Regions from separate parts of the Sus scrofa genome. Here region 2 is linked to region 1. Evidence: chromatin contacts called from public Hi-C data. All regions are on one chromosome and are shown on one strand. Each heading gives the region's core, a stretch centred on a gene start, on an enhancer-like site or on the middle of the called end of the contact. The rest is flanking DNA. Distances are from core to core; before and after follow the strand shown. Region 1 overlaps CCDC63 (coiled-coil domain-containing protein 63). Region 2 overlaps RAD9B (cell cycle checkpoint control protein RAD9B).

Region 1 (6,834 bases), core at 2,561-5,060:
AATTGTGCATGGATGATTTCGTATCTTTACTGTATATATACCTTTACTGGTGAGCCTTGTCATTTGTGGAATTTTTGTTTCCTGTTGCTGATCTTTTCTTTCCTGCCTAGAGAAGTTCCTTTAGTATTTGTTGTAAGGCTGGTCAGTTTCTGGTTTTTTTATGTACAACCCTGGAACCAGCCTCTTTGTGTCCCCATAAATGCTAATAACCCCCCACTCAGAGGTCGCAGCCCCAAGGGGCCTCTCCTTTAATGCTCTGGGTTCTGACACTCCAACCTCCATGCTTTGTCCACCTGCCCTGGGGACAGTGGTCGCTTCCTGCAGTTAGTGTCTCTGCGTTTAGGTACTAGGTCTAGGTACTCTCCTTCACTTTTTCAGCTCCCCAACATCCACTCTAATTCTGTTAAAATTACTGTTGTGTGAGGAGCTCTCGCTGTGGTGCAATGGAAACAGAAGTGTCATGGGAGCGCTGGGACGCGGGTTCAATCCCCAGCCTGGCACGGTGGATTAAGGATCCCAAGGTGCCATAGCTTTGGCTTAGGCCATGACCATGGCTCGGATCTGATCCCTGGCCCAGGAACTCCATGTGCCACAGGGCAAAGTTTTCCTGTCAGTCACCCTTCCCATACAATCCATGCCCACCATGGAGCAGAGCCCACTCTGAGACCCAAGCTGAGGGAGCAGCCTACCTGGGAATTGCCAGGCATCGTGGCAGAGGGGGGAGAGCCTGGAGGACCACACACACTAGCTCTTAAAGCTTCTGCCCAGGGAGTTCCCTTCGTGGCTCAGGGATTAACAAACCCAACTAGGACCCTTGAGGATGTGGGTTTGATCCCTGGCCTTGCTCAGTGGGTTAAGGATCCAGCATTGCCATGAGCTGTGGTGTAGGTTGTAGATGTGGCCCAGATCCTGTGTTGCTGTGGCTGTGGTGTAGGCTAGAAGCTATATTTCTGATTTGACCCCTAGCCTGGGAACTTCCACATGCTGAGGGTGCGGCCCTAAAAAGCAAAAGAAGAAAAAAAAAGTCTTCTGCCCAGAAGTGGTGTCACTTCTGTCCACATGTCATTCATTGGCCAAAGTAGGTCATGTGACCACATCTGAGTGCAACCCAAGATAGGTAGTGAATATTCATGACCAGTAGTAGGATCTACTGTGTCCTTGGAAAGACCAAGAAACTGTATTCTCCTCTTCTTCCTGACAGTCAGCCCTATCCAGTTCCCTAATTTGATTTTCCTAAATAATAACAACCAACAATTCATTGCCCATTTGCTATGTGCTAGCCTAGGCGCTGATTTTCAGAGAGTCCGTGGGTAGGTAGTGTTTACCCCTTTTTCTCAGAAGAGCAACTGAGGCTCAGCGACGGGAAGTGACTTGCCTCAGGCAACAGAACTGTGAGAAGCAAAGTGGAGGTTTGCAGCCTAGCCTGTCAAACTGAAGCCCAAATTCTTCACCTCTGTACTCTGTGGAGTGCCCCTTCTTGCTCCCATTCCAGAAACCTGAGGGGGATGAGCTAGGAAAAGCAGGTATTTAAACTGGCTCAGCCCTTTTAATTAGCAGATCCCACCTCCCACGCAAGGTTGCAGGTTCTCTGTAAGACAGTCCAGTTCTGGAGCTCAGTAATCCAGAAAACAAACTCCCCAAGATCCTGCCCCCAGGAGCTCACTTGTCTGTTTGTCCTTAGTACTTGGTTTTCACCTTCTAGCTGCCTCACCCTGCACCTTGCTCAGCCCCAGCCTGGCTCAGGTTCTGCCCAGAGAGCATTCCCAGGAGGGGAGACAATGCCCAGGGTTGGGAGCCTATGAACCTGAGCTCACCCGGGACCCTGTCCTCTCTCGACATTCAGGGAACGTGGGCTGTGCTTGGGGCAATAACCCCTGAGACTTGTCCCAGCAGATATCGATTTTCCCAATTAGAAAATAAGCACTTAGAGGTCCGAACTGCGTCTTCCCTATCTTCTGCATTATATTAATGACAGTTGGTGCCCTCAGGCATCCCAGGTACCAGGTACAAGACTAGGAGCCTGTTTCAAAGGTACCTGGAATTTGTTTTAATCAGATATGGTAAGACACACAGACTTGGAAATGACTGCCACGAAGAAAGTTTATACTCTCAGATCCCCATAAATAGGAGGCACAACAGATAGGGATGTTTAGGAAAAACCCACTCCTCCCGTGTTCCTCCTTTACTCTCACACTATTACCACACTCACAGCACTTCTGACACCAGATGCGTAGGGGTGGGGTTTTCCAACACCAAGCAATTTTCTGTGATGCCAGCTGGCTGTCCTACCTCGATGTAACTCAATTCTGACACTGTCTACCTGGAATCTCATGAGGTTGCCCCTTCCCCTTCAGTCGCCAAGTCGTAGGTCTCCAGGTTGCCCCCAACTTCTGTCCAACTTGGCTATAAATTGGAGGTTCCCATGACCTCCTCCCCTTTGGATTTGATAATTTGCTAGAACAGCACATAGAACTCAGGGAAACACTGACTTATGTTTACCAGTTTGTAATATAATAAAGGCTATAACTCAGGAACAGCCAGATTTCTAGAGGAGGCACATTGAGCAAAGTCTGGGGGGAGGGGTGTGGAGCTTCCACGCCCTCTCTGAGCATGCCGCCCTCCTAGCACCTCCACCTGTTCACCAGCCTGGAAGCTCTTTGAACTGCATACCTTGGGGATTTGTAAGAAGCCTTCATCACATAGGCATGATTGATCATTAAGTCCATTTTCAGCCCCTCTCTGCTTTCTGGAGAAGTGGGGGAGGGGGGAGGAGGAATTCCAAGCTTCTAATCATGGCTTCATTATCCTGGTGACCAGACCCCATGCAAAAGCCCACCACAAATCACCTCATTCAAACAAAAGTCATAACTATCACCCAGGAAATTCCAAAGGATTTAGGAACTCTGTGTCTGAAACTGGGATCAAGATCAAGTATTAGGACAAAAAATGCTCCTTGTAGTTCCTGCTGTGGCACAGCGGTTTAGGGATCCAGCTTGTCTCTGAAGTGGAGCAGGTTTGATCCCCGTCTGGCACAATGGGTTAAGGATCCAGCGTTGCCACTCAGATTAGATCCCTAGTGCAGGAACATCTGTATACTGTGGCCATGGTCAAAAAAGGAAAAAAAAAGAAAAAAAAAGATGCTCCTAGTGCTTGTATCACTTAGGAAATACCAGGGGATTTAGGAGCTCTGGAAATTGGGGGCAGAGATCAATATCTATATTTTCTATTATTTCACAGTGTCAGGGGGCACATGGGGAAACACCAGGGTCAGTCAGGAGGCAGAGGGAGTGAGGGGAACATGTGGGCAGGAGACTTTACTGTAGTTGCTGCAGGAAGGAACAGATAGGGCAAAGCAGGCAGGCTGAGCATGTTTAGGAATGGCTCATTTGCTAAACAGTAGGCTCTGGGGCACAGGTTCCTTCCCCAGTTGTCTAGTACCCGGCCCTGAAGGGATTAAGGCAGGGGGACAGTGGCCTGGAGCTAAGAGCTTTATAAAGGGCGCAGTTGAGTTGTGGGCTTTGGACAGGTTGGTTTGCAGGTGAAAGATTGGCTCCCAGGTGAGTTTGCTCTTTCTAGGAATTAGCTAATCTTGGGAGGGACAGTGCCTCCCAGCATGAGCAAGACTCCAAGATCTCAATAAAGATCAAAATAAAAAGCCATGCTTACTAAGAGCCCTGCAAGTAACCTGTCACGTGATATTTGCAACCAATTTATTACATCATTCGGAGTGGGTTCAGCAGCCAGTAACAAAAGAACTGTTTAATACAGGCTTATGAAATGAGATGTTTAATTCAATCTGACACAACAGGAAGTTTTAAGCAGGAAGCTTCCAGCTTTAGTTTGTCAACTCAACAGTATCATCCAGGACCCAGACCTTTTCTGTCTTTTGCCTTTTTCCTGCTCAGCATACTGGTGACATCACTCCATGTGATCCCAAGAAGCCGACTCAGCTTCAGCCATCAAAGTCCCACACAATAGAGTCCCAGCCAGGAGGAAAGGCATTTCAGTTACCTATTCTGTGTAACCGACCACGTCAAAACTTAGTGGTTTAAAACAAGTGATTATTTCTTACGCTGACTGATGCTGGGTTGACATGAGTACAGCTGGGATGGTTTTTCTGTCCCACATCCACTGAACTGCATTCAGCTGGCAGCTGGCTTTTGTGCTCTTCTATGTGGCCTCTTCACATGGCCTGCTTGGGCTTCCTCACAGCATGGTGGCCTCTGAGTAGTCAAGTGTCTTTCTGGGGCAGGTGCTGGCTTCCAGGGCAGAAGTGGAGGCTGCCAGGCCTTCTTAAGGCCTATACTTGGAACTGGCACAGCATCACTTCTGTAGCATTCTGTGGGTCAAAGCAAGTCGCAAAGCCGACTCCATTTCAAGGGGAGCTATTATTCTTGATGTAAGTGAGGAAAGGAAGGAAGGAGAGAGTAGATATTTGGGAGGCAAATGGCAGCATCTGTCACCTAAACCTAAGTTTTCTCTTGAAGAGGTGACCAGACAGAGGCAATCTATACTTAGAGCAACTGAATAGCACAGTGGGTGCATATGCTGCTCGGGCACCAGGGAAATGTAGTGGCATCCAGAATCTTCTCTCTCTTTCTCTCTGCTAGCTCAGTGTGCTCTACCTGAGCACATTGCCTGGCCTGCAGGGGTGGGGCCGGGGCCGGGGCCGCGGCCAGGGCCGGGGCGGGGAGATAGCCCAGTTGGGGGCAGGGGCAGACATTCACTTTTTCAAAAAGATGGACAAAGTAGGCACCACTCCTGGTGCCAAATTGAAATTAATGCTGGCTTCACTCCAGGCTCGTTCCCGTCCCCTCTGGAGGGCAGAGTCCCTGCAGCATTGAATCCAGGAAGGTCACTTGTTTGTCACAGGGGAAAATCGGGGGAAGGGCTCCAACAGTCAGGGTCCCAGAAGAAAACTGAATCCAGCCCAGATACATGAGGGACTTTAAAGACAGGATTGCTCACAGTATGTGGGCAGGGTTAGGGGATCAGAGAAGGAAGGCTGAGGCCTTGAGAGATCAGCTACAGAGAGGAGCCATTACCATAGTGAAGGTGGGAAGAGGCGGGGAATGATCTAGTGTGATAGGGGCCCAGAGGGGGTACGAGCTGGAAAGAGGAATCTAGGCAGAGGCTGCACCTGAGCAACCAGCGACGAAGCAAGGAGGGAAGAATGCCACCCCCCCCAGCCCCCCAAGCCCTAGAACTGCCCCCTCGTCCCCAAGCTCTACCCCCCATTCCGTGCCTGGCCCCACTTCCAGCTGATCCTTCCCAGGGCTACGTCCAACCAGAGGGAGCCTATGGGTGATGTGGGCCATACTATCCGATTCTGGGGACGCGGGGCAAACAGAGAAGGCTGGAGAGTGAGGTGGGGTAGTGTGAGCAGAACAAGACAGGTGTATTATGCATGTGCCCCAAAATGTGCTTATTTGTTTTTCAACTCTCCGGAATGTCCCTTTCATAGATCTACCACAACTTACTTAAAAAAATCCTTCCCTCCAAAGTTCCTTTGTGGCACTGCACGTTAAGGATCTGGCCTTGCTACTGCCGTGGTACAGGCTGCAACTGTGGTGCAGATTTGCTCCCTGTCCCAGGAACTTCCACATGCTGTGGGTGTGGCCCCTAAACAAACAAAGTCCTTATCTTGGTCTTTGTTGAGAACTGTTTGTTTTTTTAAAGTACAATATGCATATATAAAAGGTACATATCAGAAATTCACAGCTTGCTGAATTTTCACAGTAAGCTTATCCAGGTAACCAGATCAAGAAACAGAATATTCCCAGCACCCTGGAAGCCCCTCTCCATTCCCCTTCCAGGTATCCCAGCTCTGACCCCTCTCCACCAGAGAACCTGGATTCTGACTCCCAAGAACACAGGCTCATTCTCCTGTAGAGATAATGTTACAGTAGGCATCTTCATGTCTGTGGGCTTTTTTTTCCCCCTCTTTGCCATTGACTTGTTTTCTTAGGATGAATCTCCAGATGTAGGTTTCCTGGGTTGAAGGGTGTAAACATGTTTATTGCTCTTGCTGTATGAGGCCGCATCACTTTCTGAAGGCTTGTACAGATTCCTTATCACTACTGATCTCAGCAGTCTGCCACTGAGATTATAATCGGTGACTCTGGCTTCAGTGGGAGGCCAGGAATGGGGCTGTTCTCATCCAATTAGGAAGGAATCTGAAATTCTGAAATGCCTACTATCTTGCTATGTGATGGGTTTTTGATTGCAAATGACAGAGGCTGCTGTAGGCAGACATGGAGATTACTGCAGGCAGTTGGGCAGTCCAAAGAAGTGGCAGTCCAGTTCCTGCAGCTGGAACAGAACTCAAATTCCTCCCTGGGCTCAGGTACTTCATTCAGCTCACCTCATGGGCTATGGGCACTGGATGTTCGGCCAGCACCGCTGTCCCTGAATCCCCTGGTGGACTTCCCCTCACATCTCATTGGCCACCCCAGGATCTTGGGCAGGCTCACTTCTATGAGATTCAGGATTCTCCACTCAATTCTGGAACACAAATCAGGGTTTTATTCGTGAGGAAGATGTGAGGGAATGACTGTGTGTGTGCCGCCTCCCAGCAGTGCCTATACTTGGGGGAAAAATGGCTGACTTCACACAGTCCCTGACACTCAAAACCTCTTAATCAGTCTTTGGTCTCCCAGGGAATTTTGTGTCCAAATTCTCTTTCCTGGGAAGGAAGCTCTGATAGGTCTAACCTAGGTGAGGGGTTCTCTTGTCATCCAATGAACCATAGCAGAAAGGACCATATGCCACCAATGTGGAGATTAGACCACTCAGCAGGGCTGAAGATGGTGAAGCAGAGCTGGAGTGGGTAGC
Region 2 (6,546 bases), core at 980-3,479, 270 kb before region 1:
AATATGTAAAATGGGGACAATGATAGTACTAGGATCATAGGTTTTTTTGTTTGTTTGTTTTCCTTTTTTTTGGCTGAACCAGCGACATGTGGAAGTTGCCGGACCAGAGGTCAAACCTGTGCCACGGCAGCATCCCAGGCCGCTGCAGTGACAGCACTGGATCCTTAACTACTAGGCCACCAGGGAATTCCTGGGGTTTTTGTGAAGATTCAATGAGTTATAAGAAGTTAAGTTCTAAAGTGATTAAAAGAATTCCTGGCTTATTCTCTGTAAGAGTTAGTACTAGTTATATTATTAATGATTGCTACTATTTTATTTGAAGTTACCAGGTAGGATTGTATGTTTTTAAGATTCTTGTACTTGTGATATTGGTCCAGATTTTTTGTAGTAGAATGGTCTTCTGGAAGGTTATATTAGTGTTACTATTTATCTTATATTTCTTAATTTTGTTTTACATTTAATATTTTAATTTAAACTCATATTTACATTATGTTCCTTAATTTCCCCCTGTAAAATATCAATTATTATAACATTATTTTTTTCCTTCTTCGAACTTCACATGTAGTAGCAGAATCATGTAAAGAGCACAATTAAAAGCACAGCAAGGGAGTTCCCGTCGTGGCTCAGTGGTTAACGAATCCGACTAGGAACCATGAGGTTGCGGGTTCGGTCCCTGCCCTTGCTCAGTGGGTTAACGATCCGGCGTTGCCGTGAGCTGTGATGTAGGTTGCAGATGCGGCTCGGATCCTGCGTTGCTGTGGCTCTGGTGTAGGCCAGTGGCTACAGCTCCGATTCGACCCCTAGCCTGGGAACCTCCATATGCCATGGGAGCGGCCCAAAGAAATAGCAAAAAGACAAAAAAAAAAAAAAGCACAGCATCCAGCATTGTCACTGCTGTGGGTCTGGTTACTGCTTTGACATGGATTTGATCCCTGTCCCAGAAACTTCTGCATGCTTCAAGCGAGGCCATTTAAAAAAAAAAAAAAGCATAGCAGCAGGGGAGGGAGGATAGAGGAATAAATTAGGAGTTTGGGATTGAAATATATACACTACTATCTATAAAATATGTAACCAACAAGGAACTACTATATAGCTCAAGGAACTATCCTTAATATCTAGGTTATTATCTATAATGGAAAATAATCTAAAAAAGAATGTATATACAAGGAGTTCCCACAGTGGCGCAGTGGATTAGGTCACTGCTGAGGCATGGGTTTGATCTCTTGTCCAGCACAATAGGTTAAGGATCTGACATTGCCACAGCTGTAGCATAGGTCGCAGCTGTGGTTCAGATTTGATTCCTCGCTAGGGACCTTCCATATCCCATGGCTGAAGCAAAAAAAAAAAAAGTAAAATGAATAAATAAATTAAGGAGTTCCCATCGTGGCTCATCAATAATGAACCTGACTGGTACCCATGAGGATGCAGGTTGGATCACTGGCCTTGCTCAGTGGGTTAAGGATCCGGTGTTGCTGTGAGCTGTGGTGTGGGTCACAGATGCAGCTTGGATCCTGAGTTACTGTGCCATAGGCCGGTAACTGTAGCTCTGATTCAACCGCTAGCCTGGGAACTTCCATATGCCACATATGTGGCACTAAATAGACAAATAAATAAAAATAAAATAGAAAAGAATATATATAACTGAATCACTTTACTGTACACTTGAAACTAACAACATTGTAAGTCAACTATATTTCAATAAAAATTTTTTAAAAAAGCACAGCGAGCTTTGGCATCGTGCAGATAAGGACGTGGCTTCTCCTATACTTATTAGCTTTGTGACAGTACATAACCACTCTGAACCTTCATTTTCTTGTCTGTGAAATGGGGATAATCCTACCTACCCTCAGATTCCCGGGTTGTTGTGAGGACAAAGTGAGATCACATGTGTAAAGCACATAGCATGGTGCCTGACACAAAAGGTGAACTAAATTGTAACTACTGTTATTACAATTATCCTCATCCTTTATTTCCAGTTAGATTTCAAACAGCCAGTTTTTCCACTTAAGTATGTCTCAAGTGGCTTGTTTACAGTAATATCCAATATACATTTGTGATTGGTTGATTTTTTTAATAGCTTTTGTAGGGAAGTTGTTGTGTTAGAATGCTCTAAGTTACAAGTAACAGAAAAAAAAAAAAATCCAACTCAAACTGCCTTAAACAATAAGGAGGGATATTGGCTCATGTAAAGGAAAAGTTCAAAATGAGGTCATAGGCGTGGTTTGATCCAGACTGCAGCAGCTGCTTCTCTTCCTTCTGTTTCAAATTCTCTCAGCTCTCCTGTCCTCCATGTGATTTATACTAAGGCCAGCTTCTTTTATAAACTTTTAATAATATGGTGACTTCCAGCAGCAGCAGCTTGGGCTGCCATGCTTGCTCTTTCACATCCAGGGGGAGAGCCTTACCTCATATATGCATTGAACAAAAGTGCTTGACTTTGCTCTGACTGGACAAACCTAAACTAATCCTAGGGGGCTAGGGGAATTCCATTCTCTAACTGCCCTGGCTTCTTGCCATATCTGGACCAAATTCAATTGTGGGGCGGTGGGGGGGGGCAGATAAGATTACATCAATTGATTTATAGCAACAAGGGCCCACAAGTGATGCTGAAAGTGAAATCAGCCCCACCCAGACCTCATGGCTACTACACAACCAGGAAGGATGGCTCAGGAAGGAAAGGGGAAGTAGGGGGTGCATGCTGCTACAGTCATTGGGATAAATAGTTATACTTTCCAAAACTTTAGAAGCTCAGAAAATTATGTTTGCAATTTTATATTAATAATCTGGTGGAGAAACATTGTTCAAATGTAATTGAGAAAAATCACCTGGGTTGGTGTTCCTGCTGTGGCGCAATGGGATCATCGGCCTCTTGGGAGTGATGGGACACAGGTTCAATCCCTGACCCAGCACAGTGGGTTAAAGATCCATCATTGCTGCAGCTGCGGCTTAGGTTGCAACCATGGCTCAGATCTGATCCCTGGCCCAAGGAACACCATATGCAGTGGGGCGGCCAAAAATGAAAAAAAAAAAAGAAAAACAAAAAACACCTGGGCAGAGATATCCACTAAACTGCTGCAAATATACATTTGAAACTCGGGAAGAAATTTAGGACAATGAAGTAAATTTGGCTCTCTTCACTGATGGAAAACAATTGAAAAAACATGACCTACTAAAAAAGGATTAACTTCTCAGAGTCTAATCATAAATGGTTTCTGGAACAGTGATTTCTTAAATTATTTAGCATCTGCTATTAGAAAAAAAAAGATGTTTTATATCCTCAAGAACCAAGATTCATCCGAAATATTTACTGCCTAGCAATTATTCTATCAATTCTCTGTATTTGCATTTGCACTGGCCCCACAGTGGCTGAAAATGAATCAGTGAGTTGTCCCTGAAGAACATGCTCTGATCCAAAGCACACATGCTAATGCATTCTGTCCTGCTCAAGGACAGGTTCCCAACAGAGAGGGACTTCCATCAGATGGATGCCCTGGCTATTTATTGAGTGAACAGAAGTCTGATTTATACATTATATTAATGACATATGTCAAGAGGACAGGATTGCTGGAGTTCCCGTCGTGGCTCCCGTCGTGAATCCAGCTAGGACCCATGAGGTTTCAGATTTGATCCCTGGCTTCGCTCAGTGGGTTAAGGATCTGGCGTTGAGGTGAGCTGTGGTGTAGGCCGGTGGCTACAGCTCCAATTAGACTCCTAGCCTGGGAACCTCCATGTGCCACGGTACGGCCCTAGAAAAGACAAAAAAAAAAAAAAAGGACAGGATTCCTACTTCAAGGTTTTGAGGTTTTGTAAAAAGGCATTCTGCAGATGTGCTAATGACTTTAAACTCTCAAAACAGTGAATTTAAAGGCATTGAGAAACATTTGAATAACATAATTTGAGTAACTGATCTAAGAAAACATTTGTACAGTTTATATCAGAGAATGTTTGGCCTACAGTAAGCATTCTCTTTACTTAATCTGTTTTTTGTTTTTGTTGTTGTTTGGCCACACCTGCAGCATGTGGAAGTTCCCAGGACTGGGATCAAATCTCTGTCACAGCAGCAACCTGGTGCTGCAGTGACAACACCAGATCCTTAACCTATTGTGCCACAGGGGGCCTCCCTACTTCCTATTTTCTTATTGTTTGTCTCCCCTCACTAGAATGTAAGCTCTGTGAGGTTGGAGATTTTTGTCTGATTTGTTCTTCGCTAGTCCACAGCTCCAAAAGTAGTCCCTGTATGGTAGGTTACAGAAAAATACTTATAAATTATTTGCAGGCCCTCCCTTTGAAAGCTGAAGTACTTCCCCAACTCTCAGCTGGACTTGGACTTGCTTTGATATCAATAGAATGCATTAGAAGTGATATTATGTGGGTTCCAAGCCTAGGCCTCCAGAGACCTGTCAGTAGTTCCTGTTGTAGCTCAGCAGGTTAAGAACCCGACTAGTATCCATGAGGATGAGGGTTCGATCCCTGGCCTCTTTCAGTAGGTTAAGGATCCAGTGTTGCTGCAGGCTGCAGCATAGGTACAGATGTGGCTCGGATCCAGTGTTGCTATGGCTGTGGCATAGGCTGGCAACTGTAGCTCCAGTTTGACCCCTATCCCAGGAACTTCCATATGCCCCAAGTATGTCCCTAAAAAGCAGGAAAAAAAAAGAAAAGTATGTCAGCTTCTACTCTTAAACTAAGAATGTTTCCATCGGCCTGAAAATAAGCACAGCAAAGTGTAGACTCCTGGAAGATTGCAGACCAGGTGGTGAAAGGCCCCAGCCATCCTGCTGTTCCGGTTGTCCCAACTTTGAGGCCCCAGATGTGAAAGTGAGGCCATTCAAAATGATCCAGCCACAGTTAAGCCAGCCTTCACCAGAGGAGCCACTCAATCGTGAGAAATAACAAATGTTTGTTATTTTGAACCACTAAATTTTTGATGTGGTTTGTTATCCAGCAAAAGCCAGCTGATCAGCCTTGTACACAGCAAGTGCTCAGTAAATATTTATGAAAATAATAAATGTTGCTGTTTTTATTAATTCAGTTAAAAATAAGTTGAGAAATATTTATAGTGAATCCTTTTGCTTCTCATGGTAACATTATTATGCTGTAGAAAGTTATAGCCTACCTGAATTTTATTTCATGGGCTTTATGTTCAAACTTAGATTCAGAGGAGTTCCCGTTGTGGCTCAGAGGGTTATGAACCCAACTAGTATCCATGAGATTGTGGGTTTGATCCCTGGCCTCGATCAGTGGGTTAAGGATCCAGCGTTGCCTTGAGCTGTGGTGTAGGTCACAGATGTGGCTCAGACCCAAGTTGCTGTGGCTGTGGCATAGGCCAGCAGCTGCAGTTCCAATTCCACCCCTAGCCTGGGAACTTCCATATGCCAGAGGTGTGGCCCTAAAAAGCAAAACAAAGCAAAATACAACTTAGATTCATAAAATTTAAAAAAGAGAGAGAGGATTTCCTTTGTAGCGCGCAGCAGGTTAAGGATTTAGCATTGTCATTGCAGCAGCTCAGGTCACTGCTGTGGCACAGGTTCAACATGCCACCAATATGGCTAAAAAAAAAGAGAAAAAACAAACTTAGATTCAAAATCTAGCCATACTTGTTAAAACAGCATAGCACAGCACTTAACAGAGCTCTAGAACTATAGCTTCATCTTTTGATATTAAGTACCTACTCCACAGGGATATTGTGAGGATCAGAGGTACTGCATGTGCAATGTGTGCTGCAGTTTCTACTGCAGGACATTGGGCCATAGCTGTTGTTGCTACACACTCCTCTCTTCCTCCTCTCAGAGGAAAAGAACCCAATGATCAGGTTTTACTTTCAGAGGTTCCATCCAGAAATATCAGTCTTGGATGAAAAATACTGAAGGAGAATCATACATATATGATCTGCAGTGGGTATTTACTGTTTTACACGCAATATAAGAAATTCCCTGAAAAGAAGTGGGAGCTCTGCTACCTGATTGGTCAGAGGGTGTGACATGTTACATGGTGTCCACTAGGGAGCGATAAATACATTCATTAAGGAATAGTGCTTCTGGTAAGCTATGTGTACCTGCCAACTATTGAATATTACTTTAATTTTACTATTTTTATATGGCTGTGAAATTTAAAGCCTTTTAAACATCTGTTAATTTTGCACTTGAAATTATTAATGTATTTCCTTATTATTTTTAAGGTATTAAAAGAATTCATAATGTGTGTTTTCAAGAAAGTCAGCCTTTGCAAGTTATTTTTGAAAAGAACATGTGTACTAATATGCTAGTGATTCAACCAAGGTAATGAGCTCTCTTTTGCTTATTTTTATTCTTCTGAATATAGTCTGGTCACAGAGTAAAGAATTAATGCTCTAGAACTTTAAACTCAGTCATATGTATGTGTGTGTGTATTTCTAACATTAAATATATATATATAAGATACATGAATATATATATATAAGACATATGAATATATATATAAATATATATATATTTAACCTAACAATGGACTTACAGAAATCACCTTACAGGATCAAGAGGAAGCCTTAAGAAAGATAATAGTAAATAATGA

What was found. Hi-C and Micro-C count contacts between places; a contact is called where the count stands out from the background.
Region 2: a Hi-C map of alveolar macrophages shows a contact between it and region 1, with 2.6 times the contacts expected there. The contact joins two enhancer-like sites. A contact is called at or near these places in 1 of 5 promoter capture datasets (liver), 22 of 47 Hi-C or Micro-C datasets (alveolar macrophages, blood, brain and 14 more) and 2 of 2 datasets of contacts at active chromatin or transcription factors (alveolar macrophages and skeletal muscle).

What each region holds. Positions count from the first base shown.
Region 1 is chr14:32,146,616-32,153,449 of Sscrofa11.1, forward strand. The region is part of intron 1 of CCDC63 (coiled-coil domain-containing protein 63); the gene reads left to right. Among named protein-coding and RNA genes, the nearest start is that of CCDC63, 9.7 kb to the left of the region's middle. Within about 2 kb of position 3,811, at least 3 of the 83 cell types and tissues checked have an H3K27ac peak or open chromatin away from gene starts, as enhancers often do. A contact at or near this core is called in alveolar macrophages, where this site is marked.
Region 2 is chr14:31,875,827-31,882,372 of Sscrofa11.1, forward strand. RAD9B (cell cycle checkpoint control protein RAD9B) reads left to right here. Exons shown (of 11, transcript XM_013982863.2): 5 at 6,176-6,275. Among named protein-coding and RNA genes, the nearest start is that of VPS29, 9.5 kb to the left of the region's middle. Within about 2 kb of position 2,230, at least 12 of the 83 cell types and tissues checked have an H3K27ac peak or open chromatin away from gene starts, as enhancers often do. A contact at or near this core is called in alveolar macrophages, where this site is marked.